Linked DNA regions of Hordeum vulgare: region 1 is linked to region 2. A link is a contact called in public Hi-C data. All regions are on one chromosome and are shown on one strand. The core of a region is the stretch at or near the end of the contact, and the rest is flanking DNA. Distances in the headings are between cores, read along the strand shown.

The links. A called contact is a pair of places that touch in the nucleus more often than the background predicts.
Region 1: a contact with region 2 is called in a Hi-C map of seedling, with 2.3 times the contacts expected there. The contact joins the promoter of LOC123402348 here to the promoter of LOC123450698 in region 2. A contact is called at or near these places in 2 of 6 Hi-C or Micro-C datasets (leaf and seedling).

Annotation. Positions count from the first base shown.
Region 1 is chr1H:502,916,973-502,922,890 of MorexV3_pseudomolecules_assembly, forward strand. It overlaps LOC123402348, which reads left to right and starts at 1,630. Exons shown (of 2, transcript XM_045096261.1): 1 at 1,630-2,507; 2 at 4,469-5,462. The coding sequence starts at 1,708. The coding sequence ends at 5,354.
Region 2 is chr1H:502,778,998-502,784,893 of MorexV3_pseudomolecules_assembly, forward strand. It overlaps LOC123450698 (chlorophyll a-b binding protein of LHCII type 1-like), which reads left to right and starts at 3,014. Exons shown (of 1, transcript XM_045127826.1): 1 at 3,014-4,031. The coding sequence starts at 3,093. The coding sequence ends at 3,893.

The DNA.
Region 1 (5,918 bases), core at 380-2,879, 140 kb after region 2:
CATTCTCGTTAAACCAATGTACATCCATGATATAGATTTTGTGGCCACTAGCGTTTCCGAGATTCCTTGGCTGCAACTGCAATAATGAATTTCCGATTTATTCCTTTTGCAGGAAAAGACATGACACGCTCACATACACCAGCGTGTAATTCAATCATGGTACTCCAAGGCCAAGGGGATTGCCGGCTGCCAGCCATAGCCACAAAAGTATATCTCATCTTTTTGTGGCTATCGGATTCTCGCTGCACCAGTGGCATCCAAGACACAAATTTCTTGCTCTGAAGCTCTCACTTGTTAGTTTACGCCAGTCAAATTCTTCTGTCTCACCACTTCCTATCATCCTCAAGCCAACTTCACACTCACTCCTCATTCTTGGAGAACACACCGGACCTCCGGTCTTACCATCATGATGGCCGCAGCAACCATGCATGTCACTCTCTTCCCCAGTTTTCACTGCAAGAACTTGCCATCCTCATCTCTTTTCAGCAAGGCCCCGTCACCTGCGCAATGGAAAAAACCGAATATAAATTAATCGTACAATTCTTGTGACAGATAAACCACGTGTTTTGGTTAAATTCATGGTCAAATATTCTTCGATAAAGGGCATTTTCATTTGACTCATAAAGTAGGATCATGAGAATACAAGCATCATGAGCACATGCCCGGTCTCTACATAACTAGGATGCACATAACCAACATCAACGCACACACATAACAGATATTTTTTAAGCAACCCACGAAAGTCCTTTCAAAGTGAACTCAAGCATGTAGTGAAAAGATCATTGTGTGCCTTCCTTTTGTGATGTTTGATGAGCGATTGTGCTAGACACTGACCAATGCTTATATATAACCTGCATGCATGTGTGCATGCTTCGCGTCTTATTTTTGTACAAGCAGAGGAGTATAGAGCTAATTGATTGGTGGTCACGAAATCAACTTGGTCTTCCCACCGGTCTGTCCACACATGTTTCACTGGTTTGCCTTGGTTTCCGGCCGACCCCTAGTAATTTTTAGGGATAGACAAATCACAAGAGGCAAAGAAAAACATATTTACTCTTGTAGTCATGTCATATAGCTTTCATATTATATACTTTGCTAGTTGTTGGCATTGCTAGTGCGTGTGTTGGTATTGGTTGTGTGTATTTATGAGGAGGGCTTGGTGTGTCCTCATTGTGTATGGATCCTCTTGATGCCCCCTTTTGAGCTAACAATATTCATCCTTTGTCGAAAAACATGTGTGCCAACCATATGAAAATTTTCTGGAACGATTAAACTCAGCGTGCAGTCGCCAGATACCAAATTTGTTCGGCAAGCGCCCAGGGTGATGTACGTTGGGAAAATATGCAAGACGATGTGGCCAAATGAACTGGTAAACTATCCCGTGCCAGTGGCCTTCACTTTTTAAATCAGCAGTCTCTTTCGACCGGTCTTACTAAAGCTGGTCCATCCATGAGCCTTAGCTCTAACCATAGCCACAAGTCTATCTCATCCATTTAAGGCCTCTGGCTGCACCAATGGCATCCAATCTACAGATTTCTTTTCACCTCTGCCTCTCTTGTCAGCATACACCAACCAATTAATTCCTCTATGTTCCCTCAAGGCTCAAGCTCTTTAAATAGCTCGCTACAATGTCCTCACAAACCATCTCCACACACTCAAGCCTCATTCTTGGAGAACACACAGCACACTATTAGTCTCTGCAGCGCAATGGCGGCCACCACCATGTCTCTTTCCTCTTCGTCCTTCGCCGGCAAGGCCCTGAAGAACTTGCCCTCGCCGGCTCTCATTGGCGAGGCACGTGTGACCATGCGCAAGACAGCCGCGAAGGCCAAGCAGGTTTCGTCGGGCAGCCCATGGTACGGCTCTGACCGTGTGCTCTACCTCGGCCCCCTTTCCGGCGAGCCACCAAGCTACTTGACTGGTGAGTTCCCCGGTGACTACGGATGGGACACCGCCGGGCTCTCGGCTGACCCTGAGACCTTCGCCAAGAACCGGGAGCTCGAGGTGATTCACTGCCGATGGGCCATGCTCGGTGCTCTTGGTTGTGTCTTTCCCGAGTTGCTTGCCCGCAATGGCGTGAAGTTCGGCGAGGCCGTCTGGTTCAAGGCTGGCTCTCAGATCTTCAGCGAGGGTGGCCTCGACTACCTTGGCAACCCCAGTCTCGTTCATGCTCAAAGCATCCTCGCCATCTGGGCTTGTCAGGTTGTGCTCATGGGTGCCGTTGAGGGGTACCGCATTGCTGGTGGTCCGCTCGGCGAGATCGTTGACCCACTCTACCCTGGTGGCAGCTTTGACCCGCTTGGCCTGGCCGACGACCCCGAGGCATTTGCGGAGCTCAAGGTTAAGGAGATTAAGAATGGTCGGCTTGCCATGTTCTCCATGTTTGGCTTCTTCGTGCAGGCAATTGTCACTGGCAAGGGCCCATTGGAGAACCTTGCAGACCACATTGCCGACCCTGTCAACAACAATGCGTGGGCATTCGCCACCAACTTCGTGCCTGGAAAGTAAGACAGGAGTGATGAATGCGAGTTGTATGTGAGTGTGAGATGAATTGTAACACCAACATGTAAATTATGAGAATTGTGTGCGAAGACATTGTTTGGTTTGTCCACACCGGAAGTGCCCCTGCTTGCTGTCTTGTTTTCACAAATCACTAAGCACTCATTGGTAGTCATTCCTCACAGGATATCCATAACTTGTGATGACAAATACATCGCTATATGGATCCAACTAGCCCACTCTAAACCCCTAATTTTGCATCTAATGATCATTCAACACGCTCTCTGTCAGCCTCAAAATCAACCCCAAGCTTTCCATTCTAATCCTCATACACCTCAAAAGACTTATGCCAAGAAGAGAGGAATAACTTTTACATGATTTGGATATTGACATGCATGGTCCTTAATGTGACACTTGGACAATCAAATGTTTTTTAGTCATGGTTCTTCATGTAAAGTATTTAAGTATACTACAATAGTCATGATAATTTAGTACTATCAATTTGATGTTAATTCTGTTGAAACCGTAGTTGAAGTGAAAATATTTGACTCACTTAAATAAGAGGAATTTAGCAAAAAATGAAGCAAAAATATAGTCGCTAAAATAATCAAATGTACTCAGTTATTCGAACCAACACTACTTCAAACGGCTGATGTTACTCAACGTGTACACCAAAATATGAAATGTCTTACTAAGTGTCCCATGGAACGTATGGAAAATATTAATTGTCTTACTAAGTGTCTCATGGAACGTAAAGACCAAATGCCTTTGTACTATGTAAATGTATTTTTATTAGTATTCCTTTAATTGTAGAGACAATTTTATTCTCTGTGTGATATTCTCTTGTAGGAAAAGCAATATGCATTATCACCTTTGAGTAATTAAAGAAACATCTAGGCAAAGCCATGTACTCCCTTCGCTCCTAAATATAAGTCTTCTTAAACATTCCAATAGAAGACTACATATAAAACAAAATGACTGAATCTACACTGAAATATGTCTATGTACATCCGTACGTAGTTCAATAGTGAAATTTCTTAAAATATTTATATTTAGGAACGAAGAAAGAATATACTTTCTGGCACACATTGTTTTATGACCTTGATAAGTGCCACACGTGTGGCACGAACACATCGCAGCTCCAAATGGTAATTTATGGCAAATTTTAGTTTAATTTTTTGCGTTCCTTTTGGATGACAACTTTAGTTTAAAAAGGTCAGGCCGGAGTGCTTCGTGCTACTCTTGTGGCACTTTTCATTAGGGCTGCCTTAAGAATATAAGCATTGAAAAGTAAATATTTTTGTAAAATACTTTGTTAAGTAATAATAATTCTTCAGAGATTTCATTCTGAAATAATTTTCTAAAAAAATCTGTATTTATGACATGCGAAAAAAGTAACTTGTTAGTCTTACTTCTGCACATATAAAAAACGGTCATGTTGTTTTGAACCTTGTAATCACAAGTTTGTCCTTCCAGAAACTTTGAGATATATATATGCATGGTAGGAAAACAAGAGTTTTTACTTTTATCTTTCCAAGGAATCTTTCCGCCTTCCATAATAAACATTATATGCACTGTAACTGTTTTCGGCAAACAATGTCTTTCAGCAAGCTTCCATCTACTGTTTCTAGCAAAGTAAAAAGATTTGTACTTTGTACATAGTAACTTCTCTTCTTGCTTGCAAACCGTACAGTTCTAATTTTGCTTATTAGCCGGTCTTACTAATGTGTGATCCAATCAGCTAGCCGTCTCTAAGAAGATCCTGGACCTTAGCCGGTCCTAGCCACAAGCTAATAACTATCTCATTTCTTGGTTCTTGCTGTGCCATGTGTTCTGAGACAACGAGATCTATCCTGCACCAATGGCGTCAAAGCTCCAGATTTTTCTGCTATCTACCTCTTATCTTGTCAGCATGCACACTAAACCAAACCCATATCCTATATATGTCACCTCCGCTGCCTTAAATGAGCATCTCCTCTTCTTCTCTAAAGCCATCTCCACAATCACACCTCACTTGGAGAACAAACACATACAGCAGACACATTAACACTCCAATGGCGGCCACCACCATGTCCCTCTCCTCATCGACATTCGCCGGAAAGGCGGTGAAGAATGTCCCATCATCGGCTCTCTTTGGTGAGGCCCGCGTCACCATGCGCAAGACCGCGGCGAAAGCTAAGCAAGTTTCCTCCGGCAGCCCATGGTACGGAGCTGATCGTGTGCTCTACCTCGGCCCACTCTCTGGCGAGCCCCCAAGCTACCTCACTGGTGAGTTCCCCGGTGACTACGGGTGGGACACGGCTGGACTCTCTGCTGACCCCGAGACCTTCTCGAAGAACCGCGAGTTGGAGGTGATCCACTGCCGCTGGGCTATGCTCGGCGCACTGGGCTGCGTGTTCCCTGAGTTGCTTGCCCGCAATGGCGTGAAGTTCGGCGAGGCTGTCTGGTTCAAGGCCGGCTCGCAAATCTTCAGCGAGGGTGGCCTCGACTACCTCGGCAACCCAAGCCTCGTCCATGCTCAAAGCATCCTTGCCATTTGGGCTTGCCAGGTTGTGCTCATGGGCGCTGTTGAGGGGTACCGTGTTGCCGGCGGCCCACTCGGCGAGATCGTCGACCCTCTCTACCCGGGCGGAAGCTTTGACCCACTCGGTCTGGCCGATGACCCTGAAGCATTCGCCGAGCTCAAGGTGAAGGAGATCAAGAACGGCCGCCTTGCCATGTTCTCGATGTTTGGCTTCTTTGTCCAGGCCATAGTCACCGGCAAGGGCCCTCTTGAGAACCTCGCTGACCACATCGTCGACCCCGTCAACAACAACGCCTGGGCATTTGCCACCAACTTCGTCCCCGGCAAATAAGGTGTCCTGGAGCTACTCATGTTGAAGTGTGAGGTTGTGTGGTTTGATTTGTACTACCATGATGTAAATTATGAGAATTCTATGGAGAAGCATTGTTAGATTTGACCATCTTCATTGTCTTGTCTTGCGTCAATCTAGCAATTTGTTAGGATCATCAGAACAGTGAAAAAGCCGAAAAACCATTGCCACGCAGTTCTCAGATTAGCGACAAACTTATGCGGCATACATATTCACTAGTGAATTTGTTGGCTCTATGCTTTAATTTCGCAACAGTCACAACTCGCATGGCCACACTTTTCTCTCGTTTTTATTTGCAACAAAATCGTGTGAGTAAGTAGGCGCCTCAAAGCAAGATATGTGCTGCACAGGACTGCACTAATCTGTTCAGATCTGTCTGCATTTATATTGTACGATTTGGACAGTCAGCGACAGGCAGACATTGATCTAGCAGTCTGGGAAATAAGTATATATGAATAAATCTAGAAAACCTGAACTTTGGGAAAACTAAGAACTTACTTGATCGTGGGAAAAGAGCATACAGGCAGAATAAGGGAGCTCAATTTA
Region 2 (5,896 bases), core at 1,764-4,263:
GGCATGCACGTGTACTTAAGTCGTCAATTTGACTTATATAAAATATATTATTTAACATAAAAATTATATCATTAAAAAATAAAACATCTAAAGTTTCTAATGATATATTTTTTATAATATATGCCTTTCATTAAGTTGATTAAATTGATGACCTAGATACACGTACCGGACTTATAAACTGAAACGGAAGAAGTAAAAAAAAGCGGTATGTAATAAATTTAGTCGTAACAAAGAATCAATGGATCCGTGATTAAATTCCTTTTACTTTTTGTAATAATTTCTATAATTTTGGTTAACGGAGGGATCAAAATTCTGTGCCCCAGAAATATCTTTTCCAATATTGGAATAGACAGATTTAGTGGACAACAACATGTTACTAGTAAGTGCCAAGACACCACGTCAAGATTAGTACCTCATGTTGTTCTTCACTAATTCTTAGTTGACTAGTCAATGGAGATTATCCACGTGAATGGTCAATGGAGATTATCCACATAAAGCTCATAACCTACATCTTGGCGTGGATAATTAATCTCCATTGACCAGTCAACTAATAATGCAGACGGTGCCTGGACGGGATATCAATTTGGAGATGAAAAACACCAGGAAACAATAAATTCCTGAATTTGACAGACACTAGAAGGCACATAATATTTCTCAACCAAAGGCACGCTGTCCTTGTAGGGTGTCCTTCCAAATTCTCATAACATCCCCTTTTATGCGAAATAACTTTTCTACTAGGAAAAAAATAATACCTCATTCATTTTCAATTTTCTTCTCCAAACAAGAAAACCATGAAACCAAGATTTAATAGTAGGCACAGTGTGATCTCTGAAGTACTTAGCTTTAACAAAATCTTGCCAAAGGCTATCACTGTCATCTAATTTTCACCACCACTTACAGAGGAGACTAATGTTTAGTTTACCCCGATCTTTAATTCCCAAATCACCCTTAGCTTTAGATATTCAAACCCCACTCCATTTAACAAAATGAATATCCTTTTCAATTTTCTCAATTAAAATATCATTCATAAGAAATATGGACATATGATGCAAGAGCATACTGGATAAACTAGCATTAATCAAGATAATCTCACCTCCCATAGAAAGATTTTCCCCTTTCTAGGCTTCTAATATTTGACGTATCATTTGTTCAAGGAACTCCTAATCACACATTTCAACAAAGAAACTTAGAGGGACCTAAAGATATTTCATCGGCAGTTGTTCACCTTACAGCCAAACGTATCAGCATAATAGGCAACGATCTCATTGTTAGCCCTAGTAGTAAACACCTGACTTTTCAAGAAGTTTATCTTCAACATGAACAATCGAGTGGTAGTTCGTAGACCTTCAAGATGATGTGTCACCAGATCGTACAAAGTAATTTCACACTTATGTAACACAAGATTTTTAAATCATGGAATATAAAACCACCTGACGGAATGCCACCCATTAGATCTGTGCTCCATCATTAAACTAGGAGATTAAACTAGAATGATGTAACAAAAACAGGACCAAGCCAAGAACAACCAGTAGTGCTTTCAGCTCCGCCAAACATAGTTAGCCCGTTTCGCCAAAAAAAATGTAGTTCGAATACTTTTTTTTCATATACAAATTTTACGCATCATGTAAAAACCTTATTTAGAGTTGGTTGCAGAGACGCATGGAAATTATTTTCAGATGTAGGCTGAGAATAGGGAAGAAATCCTCATCAAACACAGTAAGCACACTTTCCATTTAAGATATACAAGGTGGATCAGAAGACTTGGCTAGTCATTATGGATTCTTGAATATTCTGCTCATGTTGAAGATAGACTTCTTGATATTGTAGCTTACTGTGTAGCAGCCTCACATTCTATTTCCTGACGTACGGAGGGTAAAAATTTTGAACGAAATTTCAATGAAATTTTACATATTTCGGTGGGGTCCAAAATAATTTGAACACCGAGATTCCAAGTTAGATTCAAAATAATTTCAAAATAAATTCAAATTAGGTCAAAACTCATCTAAATTGAGTGAAATTTTAACTTGCAAATCCAAAATTATTCCCGAAAATTCATGTATTTTGTTGAGCTCCAAAATTGTTTTGCTTTCGAAACGAAAAAACCTTGGAAGTATGTACCCCTGACCATTGACAAAAACTCCTGAATACCACTTCCTTTGCATACTTCCAAGTGCTAAATTGTGTCATATTCAAGTCCCATGCATCATGTATAAACCTTGTTTTGGGGTTTCAGAGGTGCATGGAAATCATCTACTACTAATGTAGGCTGAGAACACGCAGCCCTTTCTCTCTGTACGTTTAATTATCTGTCGTGACTGGTTATTAACTGCTGTAACTGATGGCCATGCTTTGATTAGTCCCAACACTTGCTTGTTATTATCGTGTGACATACAAACTATTTAACACCACTTGCTTGTTACAGACGGATGGCAAAGGCAGGGAGCCTCAAGAAATGCCAACTCCCTTCACTCCCTAAAAAAAGAAAGAGTGTACGAGTAGACAGATGGATACATTGAGCAGCTCAATATCTTAGGCAAGCTTGCAAAAAATGTCAAGTTGCAGTTAACCAGCTTGGGATAAGAACAAGCGTCACTATGAAAACTACATCTGCCATCTCCTTCACGACACCTACGTTTTTCACAGCTTCTCACGGCTAAAACCGACGGTTCCACGTGAACGAGCGCTACGTTTACGCCCGTCCCCTGTGAAATTATCAACCACAAGTGCCAAGTGGAGTGAGTACTGAGTAGACTGACACGCCCCTGATCTGAAGAAATCCGACGAAAAACCCACGGCCACTAGAAAATCCACGGCACCCAATCGCCCAACCCCAACGGCGATCATGAGCCATAGCCACACCTGTCCCCTCCACCTTGAGGCTCCCGTTGCGCCACCTCGCCCGCGGTATCCACCCCGCCAATGGCGTGCGAGCTTCAGATTTTTTGGCCCCCGCTGTCTCATCCCCTTCCCCTTCCTCCCGCCGGGTTAAATAGCCGCCTCCGCTGCTCCTCTGAAACCATCCCGCCATACACCACCACAGCCCCACTGTTAGCGAGCACGCACACCGGACACGCACGAGTCTCCTTGAAGCAATGGCGACCACCGCGATGGCGCTCTCCTCCTCGTCCTTCGCCGGGAAGGCGGTCAAGGACCTGCCGTCGTCGGCGCTTTTCGGGGAGGCGCGCGTCACCATGCGCAAGACCGCCGCCAAGGCCAAGCCGGTGTCGTCCAGCAGCCCGTGGTACGGCTCCGACCGCGTGCTCTACCTCGGCCCGCTCTCCGGCGACCCCCCGAGCTACTTGACCGGTGAGTTTCCCGGTGACTACGGATGGGACACTGCGGGGCTCTCTGCCGACCCCGAGACCTTTGCCAAGAACCGGGAGCTGGAGGTGATCCACTGCCGGTGGGCCATGCTCGGCGCGCTCGGCTGCGTCTTCCCCGAGCTGCTCGCCCGCAACGGCGTCAAGTTCGGCGAGGCCGTCTGGTTCAAGGCCGGCTCCCAGATCTTCAGCGAGGGCGGCCTCGACTACCTCGGCAACCCCAGCCTCGTCCACGCACAGAGCATCCTCGCCATCTGGGCTTGCCAGGTCGTGCTCATGGGCGCCGTCGAGGGCTACCGTGTCGCCGGCGGCCCGCTCGGCGAGATCGTCGACCCCCTCTACCCCGGTGGTAGCTTCGACCCCCTCGGCCTCGCCGACGACCCCGAGGCGTTCGCCGAGCTCAAGGTGAAGGAGATCAAGAACGGACGCCTTGCCATGTTCTCCATGTTCGGCTTTTTCGTGCAGGCCATTGTCACTGGCAAGGGCCCATTGGAGAACCTCGCCGACCACCTTGCCGACCCCGTCAACAACAACGCGTGGGCCTTCGCCACCAACTTTGTGCCCGGCAAGTAAGCTACGTGTGTTGTCACCACTAGTGTCTAGAAACCGACAGTGCACGTACGTACGCGATGAAGTGTGCAGCTGGTTTCGTTTGTACAACCATGATGTAAAGTACGAGGGTTGAATGCAAAAGACTATTGTTAGACTTGATGAGTGATGAGATGATCATCTCTTATGATGCACCAGAGCATGCATGCAATCACCTGTGTTATTTAACAGCTAGTTGATCTTGCAATCGATCGGCTTTCAGTTTCTTAGGTGAAAAAAATATCAACTGACACAAGATCTTTGCTTGCTGTGCGGTCTAGTTTTTTTCTTAGTTGAGCAGATACTTGAAAGTGAGAACTGAATTTGCCTGCCATTTTTCTCCTTTTCTTTTTCTCTGGATTTTAATTTTTCTCCTCTGAAAAATGATCCTGTCCGGTTCAGTTTGATTTATTAACAGGGTGATTCAAAGCAAACAGACACTGAGAGCCAAATTAAACAGACATTAACAAGGTGTTACTGAATATCAGCGGAAGCAATTAAAACAACCAAAAACAAAACAAACAGCAGGAATTGAAAGCGCAAGTCAGGTTTGAGAGCGAAATCCAAACAACCATCTATCTAATACTCCATCCGTCCCGAGATAAGTGTCTTAACTTTATACTAACTCTAGTATAAAATTATACTAAGCTTGAGACAATTATTCTAGGACAGAGGGAATATAAATTAATGGTAAGCAATGAAGAAGAAACAGGGATCTGGCAGCAAACATCTCCACGGAGAGATGTTTATTACTCCACAGAAAGAGATGTACATCAACTAGGAAGATCATCTGACGAACTTGTCTGGAAAGTTGCAAGCAATGCCAGACTGCCTCGAGAAACTCATCCACAACAGAGACAGTTAAGTACACATGCCTGAAAGTTGAAATTAGCCTTCAAGCAACGAGCGACAAAACTGAAGAAACTAAAACCACTACAGAATATGCAGGTACTCTCTGTGTCAACTAAAACCACGACACTTATTTTGAAACGGAGTGAGTAGATTTTAAGGCTTCAAGCGACAAAACTGAAGAAACTACAATGTGTGGCCTAACGAGTCACTAGAAAAATAAATTAGCATCACAAGATTCAGTGGTTGTGGGGCGTAAGATAGCATTAGAAGTACAGTACAGTACAACAAGTCAAAATTTCAAACGGCACCGCAAACTTGCTCCAAGGAAGAAGAATATAAAGAGAAATATATTTAGACCAGTAAGTCAAGAACAAAACTAACTTGTCATAATCGTCGGTAGAGTAATTATATTTGATGTTGCTGTTGTTTGAACACCCAATCCTCACACATACTAGGTACTAAAATCACACTGGCTGGAAACTCATGAGTGGTGATTTGTAGCTACAATACATGCACTGCTCGCAAAAACTTGTTGATTTTTACCACTCAAACAGCTAGCACAAACTTCTGACACACTAAACTAACCACTAGAAATGTGGAATTAATAGATCAAGGTACCCGACGCACAATTCAACCACGGAGCCAAAATGACGGTTGCCTGATCTCCACCAAGAACCACCGCTCTCTCTTTTATCTCTTTCTCCTAGAGCTTTGTCTTTCTTACTTCAAGCGTGACGTAATCAGTACCTCTATCTCAAACAAAATACACCCAAAAAATTACGGCGACAATGCCCTTCCAATCTTAAATCTGTCTGCAATCTGGAGTCAGGGCACACAAATCTTTCTGCGAAAGCTATACACGGCAGCAAGAGCAAGAGAAGACAAGAAAAACGGGCGGGATGCAAATGGGTCAAACCTATCAAGTAAGAAGCAGAGGGTCCTGACAGAGACAAGCCAACATACACGAATCTTGACAACAAACCTTGCAGCAGAAAAAACTAGATTTGACGAGATAGGAAACAGCTAGATTTTATTTAGCAAAACTGAATATTCAAACAACAACATACAAATCAACCCATAGGTGGTGGTTATTGCGCAATGCACAATCGAACGCACCAGTTATGGGCACAAAAGAA